2 separate regions of the Mus musculus genome follow, and region 1 is linked to region 2. A link is a contact called in public HiChIP or PLAC-seq data. All regions are on one chromosome and are shown on one strand. The core of a region is the stretch at or near the end of the contact, and the rest is flanking DNA. Distances in the headings are between cores, read along the strand shown.

Evidence for each region. HiChIP or PLAC-seq counts read pairs in DNA pulled down with a chosen protein or histone mark.
Region 1: a contact with region 2 is called in an H3K27ac HiChIP or PLAC-seq map of embryonic stem cells, with 4 times the contacts expected there. The contact joins two enhancer-like sites. A contact is called at or near these places in 1 of 39 promoter capture datasets (embryonic stem cells), 1 of 15 datasets of contacts at CTCF or cohesin (the NIH/3T3 cell line), 21 of 484 Hi-C or Micro-C datasets (the Ba/F3 cell line, ECoMG myeloid progenitors, the G1E-ER4 cell line and 10 more), 9 of 115 datasets of contacts at active chromatin or transcription factors (astrocytes and embryonic stem cells) and 1 of 9 other capture datasets (embryonic stem cells).

What each region holds. Positions count from the first base shown.
Region 1 is chr8:83,815,705-83,820,592 of GRCm38.p6, forward strand. No RefSeq gene overlaps it. Among named protein-coding and RNA genes, the nearest start is that of Gm51542, 48 kb to the left of the region's middle. Within about 2 kb of position 3,612, at least 8 of the 459 cell types and tissues checked have an H3K27ac peak or open chromatin away from gene starts, as enhancers often do. A contact at or near this core is called in embryonic stem cells, where this site is marked.
Region 2 is chr8:84,599,982-84,604,884 of GRCm38.p6, forward strand. Cacna1a (calcium channel, voltage-dependent, P/Q type, alpha 1A subunit) reads left to right here. Exons shown (of 47, transcript NM_007578.3): 32 at 1,408-1,524; 33 at 1,775-1,840; 34 at 1,943-2,058. Among named protein-coding and RNA genes, the nearest start is that of Gm32854, 14 kb to the left of the region's middle. Within about 2 kb of position 1,635, at least 72 of the 459 cell types and tissues checked have an H3K27ac peak or open chromatin away from gene starts, as enhancers often do. A contact at or near this core is called in embryonic stem cells, where this site is marked.

The DNA.
Region 1 (4,888 bases), core at 2,362-4,861, 780 kb before region 2:
GGTTGTGAGCCACCATGTGGTTGCTGGGATTTGAACTCAGGACCTTTGGAAGAGCAGTCGGGTGCTCTTACCTGCTGAGCCATCTCACCAGCCCGGTTATGTTGTCTTATCACAGGAATTGAAAATTAACTAACACAGCATCAAATGGTTACACCCAGCTATGGGCTAATGGAGCTGTGCAGAGCACATGTCTGTTTGGCTGCACTCAGCTTGTACATTCATAGTTGCAGTACAGCAAATCTACCATCTCAGCACGTAGGGAGCTTGAGTTCAAGACTATCCTGGGGTGCTGGGTGACAATGGGTTCAAGATAAAATGAAGGTCTAAGTGTGTGGCTCAGGTGACACAGTACATGTAGCTCAGTTGATAGAGTGTTTGCCTGGGTTTCTGTTACTGAGGTAAACCACCATGACCAAAAGCAGTTTAGGGAGGAATGGAGGGTTCATTTCATCTGACAGCTTTTAGGTCATTATCTAGGGAAGTCAGGGCAGGAACTCAAGGCAGGACCTGGGAGCAGAAACTTATACAGAAGCCATAGATGGGTGCTTTCCGTGGCTTGCTCAGCCTATTTTCTTATACATCTGAGGACTATAAGCCTAGGGGTGGCAATTACTCCTTGTAAGATGGGCCCGCCTATGCCAATCATTAATTAAAAAAATATTCCATATTCCATAAGCTTGCCACAGGTCAGTCTGGTGGGAGTGCATTTTCTCAATTAAGGTCCTGTCTTCTTAGATAACACTAACTTCTGTCAAGCTGACACACTACTGTTAAACTATAACCTTTCCTTTCTTGGTTATCCCCAAGATTTTACATTAATATCAATATCACAGTATAAATCATTCCAATTTTTTAACATTCCAGTCTTTAAAAATTTAAACACTTAAGTTCAGTCTCTTTAGAACATCCAAGATCTCTTACAAAGTCAAAGCCTCTCTTTAAGTCTCTTTAAAAGTTCAAAGTTGCTCTAAAATATCCAAGGTCTCATAACTGTAGGTTCCTGTAAAATAAAATTAAAAAAAACATACTAAATACCTTCTTACTTTAAGAGGGGAAAACCAGGGCACAGTCACAAATCAAAGCAAAACGTAAGTGTACCAGTGTACAGAGTTCAGCGTTTGACACCTGGGACCCATTCACAATCTTCTGAGATCCACATGCCATGGCAGCAGACTTCTCTGAGTGTGCCATCCACCTTGTAGCACATGCACCTTGTAGACACAAGCCACTTATACTCTACACCTGTGACTGTGCTTAGAGGTTGTCCCATAGTCCTGGGATCTCCAAAATGCTGGGTTCTCCATTGGAACTGGGATACACCTTTACTGGTAGCCTCTCCTGGGCTTTTTTTTCAGGGACTCTGGGCCTCTCTCCATTACCTCTTCAGTCCACTACTACCTAACTAATGGTCTCTCACAGAACCAAGCTTCAGCTGTTGTCCCAGACCCCCTTATGCCTTTAATCATATGAGAAACTCTTACACATTACCAGCCTCAGCTGTCAGCATGAGATACAGTTGGCCCCTTCTGGACTACAACTTATATGCAGGCCATGAGGAAACACCTCCCAGAAGGTTTTACCTCAGTGATGCTAGTCTCGTCTTAATGACCACTAGTTTCTCAGCCCCAGCTGATCGGCATCTGCTGTCTCAGTAACTTACACAAAAGTTTCACCTCGTGTTTCTGGGATCTTGTTAATCACAGCCGATTCTTCAGACCCAGCCGATCAGAACCACAGATTCTTAATCAAAACAGCACCAAAACTGCAGTGATAGAATCTTTGCTTCCCTCTGAAAGTTCACAAGCCAGGCCTCCACTTCTGTGTTGCCCTCAGAATCTTCTAAGCTCCCATAACAACCCATTAAGCTCTGAGCGCTCTATGGCTTTTCCAGCCCAAAGTTCCAAAGTCCTTCCAGAATACATCCCAAAACAACATGGCAAGGTCCAATTTCTTTCTTTTCTTTCTTTCTTTCTTTCTTTCTTTCTTTCTTTCTTTCTTTCTTTCTTTCTTTCTTTCTTTCTTTCTTTCTTTCTTTCTTTCTTTCTTTCTTTCTCTCTCTCTCTCTCTCTCTCTCTCTCTCTCTCTCCCTTCCTTCCTTTCTTTCTTCCTTCCTTCCTTCCTTTCTTCCTTTCTTCTTTTCTTTCTTTCTTTTTATTTTGTTTTTTCGAGACAAGGTTTCTCTGTGTAGCCCTGGCTGTCCTGGAACTCAACTTTGTAGACCAGGCTGGCCTCCACCTCAGAGATCCGCCTGCCTCTGCCTCCCAAGTGCTGGGATTAAAGGAGTGCGCCACCACTGCCTGACTGTGGGGTTTCTTTTGCTGTGATTAAAACATTTCCATTCCAGCACACAGAGGCAGGAGAATAGGAAGTTCAAGGCCATCCTTGGTTTTGTATGAGGTTTGAGGATAGTCAGGGCATCAGACACTGTCTCAAACAAATGAGAAGATAAAACCCACTTTCAATTTCTATCTTCAGTTTTCAACTGGTGTTATCTGGATATAATCTGATCATCAGTTGGAAACCAGGTATTAGTTATCTAGTTCTTGTCTTAGTCTGTTGGCTAGGCTGTCAAGTATCAGGAACCCCACCCACAAAATCTGCCTTAGCCTCTCTCACTGTTACAGGACATGCACAGAAGGAAGGGAAAGTGGAAAGGCCTTATATGGGCTCCTGGCTCATCTAAGGCCAGTCACACAGTTCTGTGTTCTGGGCCTGAGGTGGAGCAGACATGGACAGTGAGCCTCGGTGGCTGGAGGCCGTTTCCCTTATGGTGACCAGAGAAACAAAGGGGCAAAAGGCAAGCTATATATACTCCGCCAAGACAAACCCCAGCAGTCCTGTGCTGGTTTTTGTCAACTTGACACAAACCTTGGGGTCATTTGGGAAGAAACTTTAATTAAGGAATTGCCTCCATTAGGCTGTCCTATAGGCAAGACTGTGGGGCATTTTCTTAATTAATTATTGATGTGGGAGGGCCTGGCCCACTGTGGTGTTTTCCTTTTTAATTATTGATGTGGGAGGGCCTGGCCCACTGTGGGTGGTTGGTCTGGAACCCCAGGTTGGTCCTGGGTTGTATAAGAAATCACACTGCGGAAGTCTTGGGGAGCCAGCATCCCCAGGGAAGCCAGGAAGCCAGGAAGCATCCTCTCCCGGGAGCCTCTGCATCATGCCCTGCATCGAGTGTCTTCTCTGACGCTCTCAATGATGAGGTGCAAACCATGAGGTGCAAGATGAAGTAAACCCTCTCCTCCACAAGGCATCTTTGCTGCTGCTTTGTTTGTTTAGAGTTTTATCTTTATTTGGTAAGTATGGGTGTTTTGTCTGCATGTTTGTGTGTACCACTTGTCTGCCTGGTGTCCAAGGAGACCAGAGAGGACTCTTTGGAGCTGGAGTTACAGAGAGTTACGAGCTGTCTTATGGGTCCTGGAAATAGAACCTGCGTCATCTGGAAGAGCAGACAGTACTTGTAATGACTGCATCATCTCTCTAGCCCCTGTTTGGTTTTGAGAAGAGTGGCGGGGGTGGGGTGGGGTAGGGGTGGGGGTGGGGGTGGGGTGTTTCTCTATGTAGCTCTGGCCTGCAAATTGTTATGTAAACCAGGTTGATCTGAAACTTAACAAAGATCCACCTGCTTCTGACTCCTGAGTGCTGGGATTAAAGGTGAGCACCACTGTGTCCGGCTCCAAGTTGGTTTTGGTCTATGTTTTAGTATAGCAGCTGAGAACCTAACTAGAACAATCCCACTGCATCTGCCTAGAGTGCCATCCAGCATCCAACACCTACCAACAGTTCATCAAGTTATAGACTCACCAACATATTAATCCAGGGCTAAGGGCAGAGCCCTTGAGACCCACACATTTCCCAGCCTGGCTCTGAACAGCATGCTGGGGACAGAGTGAAGCCTCACGCCCCAGGAGGAGATAGTTAGATCAAATAGCAGCAGTGCCAGCTCCTGCACCCGGCTTCAGCTACTGTCATTAACACTGGCGACAAGGGGCCTAGGACAGGAGGCTGAGGTGGAGGAGCAGGCTAGCCTGGGCTACAGAGTTGAGACTCTGTCTCAGGTGAAATGGAAAAGAACTGAGAAGTAGAACCTCTAGCAAGAATCCCATCAGGGCTGGACAGATGGCTTAGTGGTAGAGCTCTTGCCTAGAATGCCCAGTAAGAGACTCGGGACTCAGAGGCAGCTCAGTGCCTGCTGGCAGTGTGGCTCAGTAGTAGAACCCCTGTCTAGACTCTCCCGACTGGGGGCATGGCTGGGAACATGGCTCAGCTAGAACTCCGGCCTAGAATCCCACAGTGAGGGGCCATACCATCCACCCAATCCTAGAGACTGCTCTGACCTCCAGTCACTTCCCTCTGGTGGCTGTGTTATGTGGCCTGTAGTGGATTCCTATTCAGAGAGCACTACAGTCCATCTCCAGCCCAAGCCTTTAGCCTTCTTTGTGTTCCCTTTCAGGTCAGGGAGTGCTCACCTGCAACTTTACATCCATCCCTCTCTTCCCAAGGTAGAGCATTTGGCATCCTGTGGGAGTGTCAGTGTTGGCTCAGAGAAGTACTTCACACTGTTTCTCCAATTGGTTTAGAAATGTGTCTGTCTATCATCTATCTACCTATCTACCTACCTATCTATCATCCATCCATCCATCCATCATCTTCTGGGAATGGACCTGAAAATCCCACAGACTCTTCACTCACTCTGACAATGAGCCACGCCCTCATCCCTCCGCATCTTGCCATCCTTACTGTCTGTCATGCCAGAGTTCAGCCGAGAGGCTGCACAGCTCTGCAGTTAAACTTGATGGGGTGGGTTCAAATCCCACCCTCACTACACACTCCCCATGTGTTTTGGGATAAATTATTCAACCTCTCTGTGCCTCCATCTCTC
Region 2 (4,903 bases), core at 385-2,884:
TGGTCGTAACCATGTGGTCCCCAGGCAGAAAACTCACAATGCTCTGTGGGCCAATCACCAGAGAGCCCGGGAAACTGGAGAGCATATAGCCAGACTCCAGGGGACAGCTACGAGAGGCCTGGGGGAGCCAAAAATCCAGATCGGTGGGCAACGTCCAAATTTAAAATTAGCAACTTTGTATTTAAAAACAAAACCACTTAGGCCCAACAAATTACTTTCATTGGCTATATTGGGTCATTTGCCACCCATCACCAACCTCCGCTGATGCCCCCCTGGAGAGTCCTGGGCCTTGCCCACAGTTTCCAGCCACTGTCTCTCTTCACTAACAGCCTGGGAGGGAGGCCAGAGGCAGTGACTAGACCTGGGTTTGGAGGACAGGCAGGGCCCACCTAGGGAAGTCCAGGGGCCAAGAATAGCCTCATCTCCCCACCCGCAGCAGCGGCCCCTTGGTAGGCCCTGGGCTGATCAGAGCTCACTCGCCCTGGGAGCTGAGACCTTCCTGCTTCCCGCAGGCCTGGTCCCGAGACACCACCCAGCCCCAGAAGCTGAGAAGCCATCCCTGAGAGGGGGGAAAAGGGCCCCTAATGCATCTTCTCCGACTCAGCGGGCAGCGAGGACTCACCCTGCAGCCGAACAGCCCCAGCTCCCTCCCGTCCTCCCCATTCCCGCTCGCCAAGGGGGTAAGAAAAGATGCCCTTCCGCTTCTCCCCATTGGCTCCAGCCGCTGCTCCTCTGGGCCGTGGGGTGAGGTCAGGGCGGGCAGGAGCGGGTGGGCAGCTCGGCAGGGCAGGGCAGGGCAGGGTGCCCGGTGAGTCCCAGGACAGATGCATTTCTGGCCCCGAGCGTAACATGCCCTCGGAACCGCACTTGCCCCCTAGGCCTGCGTGTGCTGGTGCCCTTCCCCCACCCCGCCCGTGTCTGTGCTTTGTACTCTTGTGCTGGGTTCTGCAACTTGACCCGCTTGTGTCCTATCGTCTCAGTGCATTTGGTTGTTGGGAGAAATAAAAACCATCTCGATTTTTTTCCTGATTGGATGATTCGGATGTATTTTCTTTTCTGTGCTCTTTTGTTATTTCCTCCTGGACCCTGTTCCTTTCTTTTCCTCCCCCTTCCCACACCTTTTCCCCACTTGTGAGTGGGCCTGGCTGGGTGGGCTTAAGCTTTTGAGTTGATATCTCTTCCCTCCCCTAACCCCCTCCTCTCCCTCACTCCTTTTTTATTTATTTATTTTTTGAGTTCCCCTCTGCTCCATTGCATTAACGGTGCTTTCTCTCCTCTCCCTCCTCATTTGGGGTGTGGCTTGCTTTTTTCCTATTGGTTGGCTTCATGTAGGGGCCTCTGTGAGTGTTGAATACTCTAAGCTCCTCAGGGTGGGTGGAAGGTCACCTTTCTTCCTCATCTCCTCAGAATAACTTCATCAACCTGAGCTTTCTCCGCCTCTTCCGTGCTGCCAGACTCATCAAACTCCTCCGCCAGGGTTACACCATCCGCATTCTCCTCTGGACTTTCGTGCAGTCCTTCAAGGTGAGACACAGCCGCCGCTACTGCTGCCGGCCCGTCCCGGGCCAGAACAGACCTCCTAGCTCCGGGTAAAATGGGGAAACCACACTGAAAGTGCTTCTGTAATCGTCTGATGTCTACACCCAGCGTCTACAGAGCTCTGAAGGCCCTGTCCCGAAGCCCTGTAGCCTGGGGCACGTGATCACCTGACCCAGTTCAGAAGGCTCTGGGCAAGTCGCGTGGCGCCCTTTCTCACTGCCTTCCTTCCCTCCAGGCCCTACCTTATGTCTGTCTGCTGATCGCCATGCTCTTCTTCATCTACGCCATCATCGGGATGCAGGTGACCCCGCACCCGTGGGTACCAGGGCTGCGGGAGGGATCCTGCGTCAAAGGGAGCCAGGGTGGCTGTGACTGCCCTCATGGTCACCCTCCAACTCCGCAGGTGTTTGGCAACATCGGCATTGACGGGGAAGACGAGGACAGCGACGAGGATGAATTCCAAATCACGGAGCACAATAACTTCCGGACCTTCTTCCAAGCGCTCATGCTTCTCTTCCGGTGAGGGGCGTGGGGGAATTGTCCTTCCGTTTAGGTTGGGTTCAGACCTGTCTTCATTCTGTGTGTTCATTACTCTTCTGCCTGAGAATATGATCCCTCTGACTCTCCAGTTGGGGTGAAGTTAAGTACTGCCCAAATCTCCGTCCCTTCTTCCCAGCAGTGCTTTCTTTAGGACAAGGATCTGGGACAGAGTACAAGCTTAGAAGGAATGTCACTGGTGTTACCTAGTTGAATCCTCCTGATCAGCTTTTGAGATGGGAGTCCTTCTGAGACCATCTTACATATGCTAGAAACAAAGAATAATCCCTGACCCGCAAAGGACACACTAACAAAACAAGACAGTTCTTTTCATAAAAAGCACGCAATAAGACTCAAATGATTTAGCCAAGGTAGCTTCTCTCTTTTATCCCTGACATAGATATTGACTGTATTTCATACCATTGGTGGCAGCCACTTCAAAAGCTGATGTGATTAGCCAGTTGGTGCAAGGGGACAAGGAAAAATCAGAAAACATAAGCTCTTGCTGGGCTAACTACTTTTAATAGAAGGGGGGAAAGTGTGTCTTATAATCCCCACTCTGTTATACTCCCTCCCCAGCTTTGCCAGCATTAATTGACCATTTGAAGTTTCTAATAGCAGTAAGCCATTGTTATAATAAGTTATGGATTAAGCATGGTCCAAGGTAAGCCCACCTTTCTAGAGAAAGTCCCTTAACCATTTGATTGACCTGGCCCAAGTGCAATGTGAGATTTTCACCCTAGATAGAAAGAGGAAGGTTGCCGGGCAGTGGTGGTGCATGCCTTTAATCCCAGCACTTGGGAGGCAGAGGCAGGAGGATTTCTGAGTTCCAGGTCAGCCAGGGTTACACAGAGAAACCCTGCCTCAAAAAAACAAAAGGAGGGGGGGGAGGAAGAGGAAGAAGAAGAAGAAGAGGGAGAGGGAGAAGAAGAAGAAGAAGAAGAAGAAGAAGAAGAAGAAGAAGAAGAAGAAGAAGAAGAAGGAGGAGGAGGAGGAGGAGGAGGAGGAGGAGGAGGAGGAGGAGGAGGAGGAGGAGGAAGAGGAGGAGGAGGAGGAGGAGGAAAAGATGATGATGATGATGGTGGTTGGTGGTGGTGGTGGTGGTGGTGCTGCTGCTGCTGCTGGAGAGATGACTCAGCAGTTAAGAGCACTGACTGTTCTTCCAAAGATCCTGAGTTCAAATCCCAGCAACCACATGGTGGCTCACAACTATCTGTAATGAGATCTGATGCTCTCTTCTGGGGTGTCTGAAGACAACTACAGTGTACTTACATATAATAAATAAATAAGCCTTTAAAAAAGAAGAGGAGGAGGAGGAGAAGAGGTCTATTCTCTTGACCAGGAGTTTTGTCTCAACAGGCATTTACTGCTTAACTCAGTTTGGGTCTCCATTGCTGTGATGAAACACCATGACCAAAAGCAAGAATGAGGAAGAAAGGGCTTCGTGTCAGAGGCCATCGTTGAAGGAAGTCAGGACAGGAACCCAAACAGGACAGGAGCTGCTGCCATCTTAGTTAGGGTCACTATTGCTGTGATGAACCACCACGACCAAAGCAGCTTGGGGAGGAAAGGGTTAACCCAGCTTACACTTACACATCACTGTTCATCACTGGAGGCAGGAGCTCATGCAGAGGCCATGGAGAGGTGTTGCTCACTGGCTTGCTCTCTGGCTTGTCCATTCTGCTTTTGACCCATGGACCGCCAGTCAAGGGATATAACACCATCCACAATGGACTGGGCCCTCCTCCATCAATCACTAATTAAGAAAATGGCCTACAGATAGCTATTATGAAGGCATTTTTTCTTTTTTTATATAAATATATTTGTTTTCTTTCTTTTCTCCTCCCTCCTCTCTTCCCAGCTCCTCCCCACCACCTCCCCTCCGCACATCCACTCCTTCAGTAAAGAGCAAGCCTCTCGAGAATATCAACTAAATATGGGATATCAAGTTGCAGTAACACTAGGCACTTCCCCTCATATCAAGGCTAGACAAGGCAACCTAGTATGAGGAAAAGGGTCCCAAAAGTAGGCAAAGAGTCAGAGACTCTTTGCTGCTCCCACTGTTAGGAGTCCCATAGGAAGACCAAGCTACACAACTGTATCATACATGCAGAGGGCCTAGTCAGTCCCATGCAGGCTCCCTAGTTGCCAGTTGAGTCTCTGTAAACCCCTGTGAACCCCGGTTGGTTGATTCTGTGGGTCTTCTTGTGGTGTCTTTGACCCGCTCTGGCTCCTGCAATCCTCTCCATCTTCTGCAGGATTCCCCAGGCTCTGCCTAATGTCAGCCCGTGGGTTTCCGTTTCCATCAGTTGGCTGGGTGAAGCCTCTCTGATAACAACTGGGCTAGGCACCAATCTATGAGTATAGCAGAATATCATTAGGAATCATTTTCTATCCTAGAAGGCTGTCCAGCCTTTGGTTCCTAGCTTTCCAGGCAGTGTCAGGGGTGGGCTCCCTCTTCTGGCATTGGTCTCAAGCTGGACCAGTCATTGATCCAGGTCCTCCTGGATTTATTGGCTGCTCCTGTAATTTCTCCCCTTTATTCCAGCACACCTCGTATATAGATAGGTCATGGGTTTTATGGCTGGGTTGGTGTTACAGTCTTTCCACTGGAAGTCTTGCCTGGTTACAGGAGATGGCCAGTTCAGGCTCTGTATCCCCCTTTGCTAGAAGTCTTGGGTAGGGTCACCCTCATCAGTTCCTCAGAGTTTCCTTTCACTAGATTTCTAGCTCATCCCAGAGATGCCCACCACATTCCAGTTGCTTCTCCCAGTATTTTCTCCCTCTGTCCTCCCCACATCTGACCCCTCCTGTTCCCTTATCTACC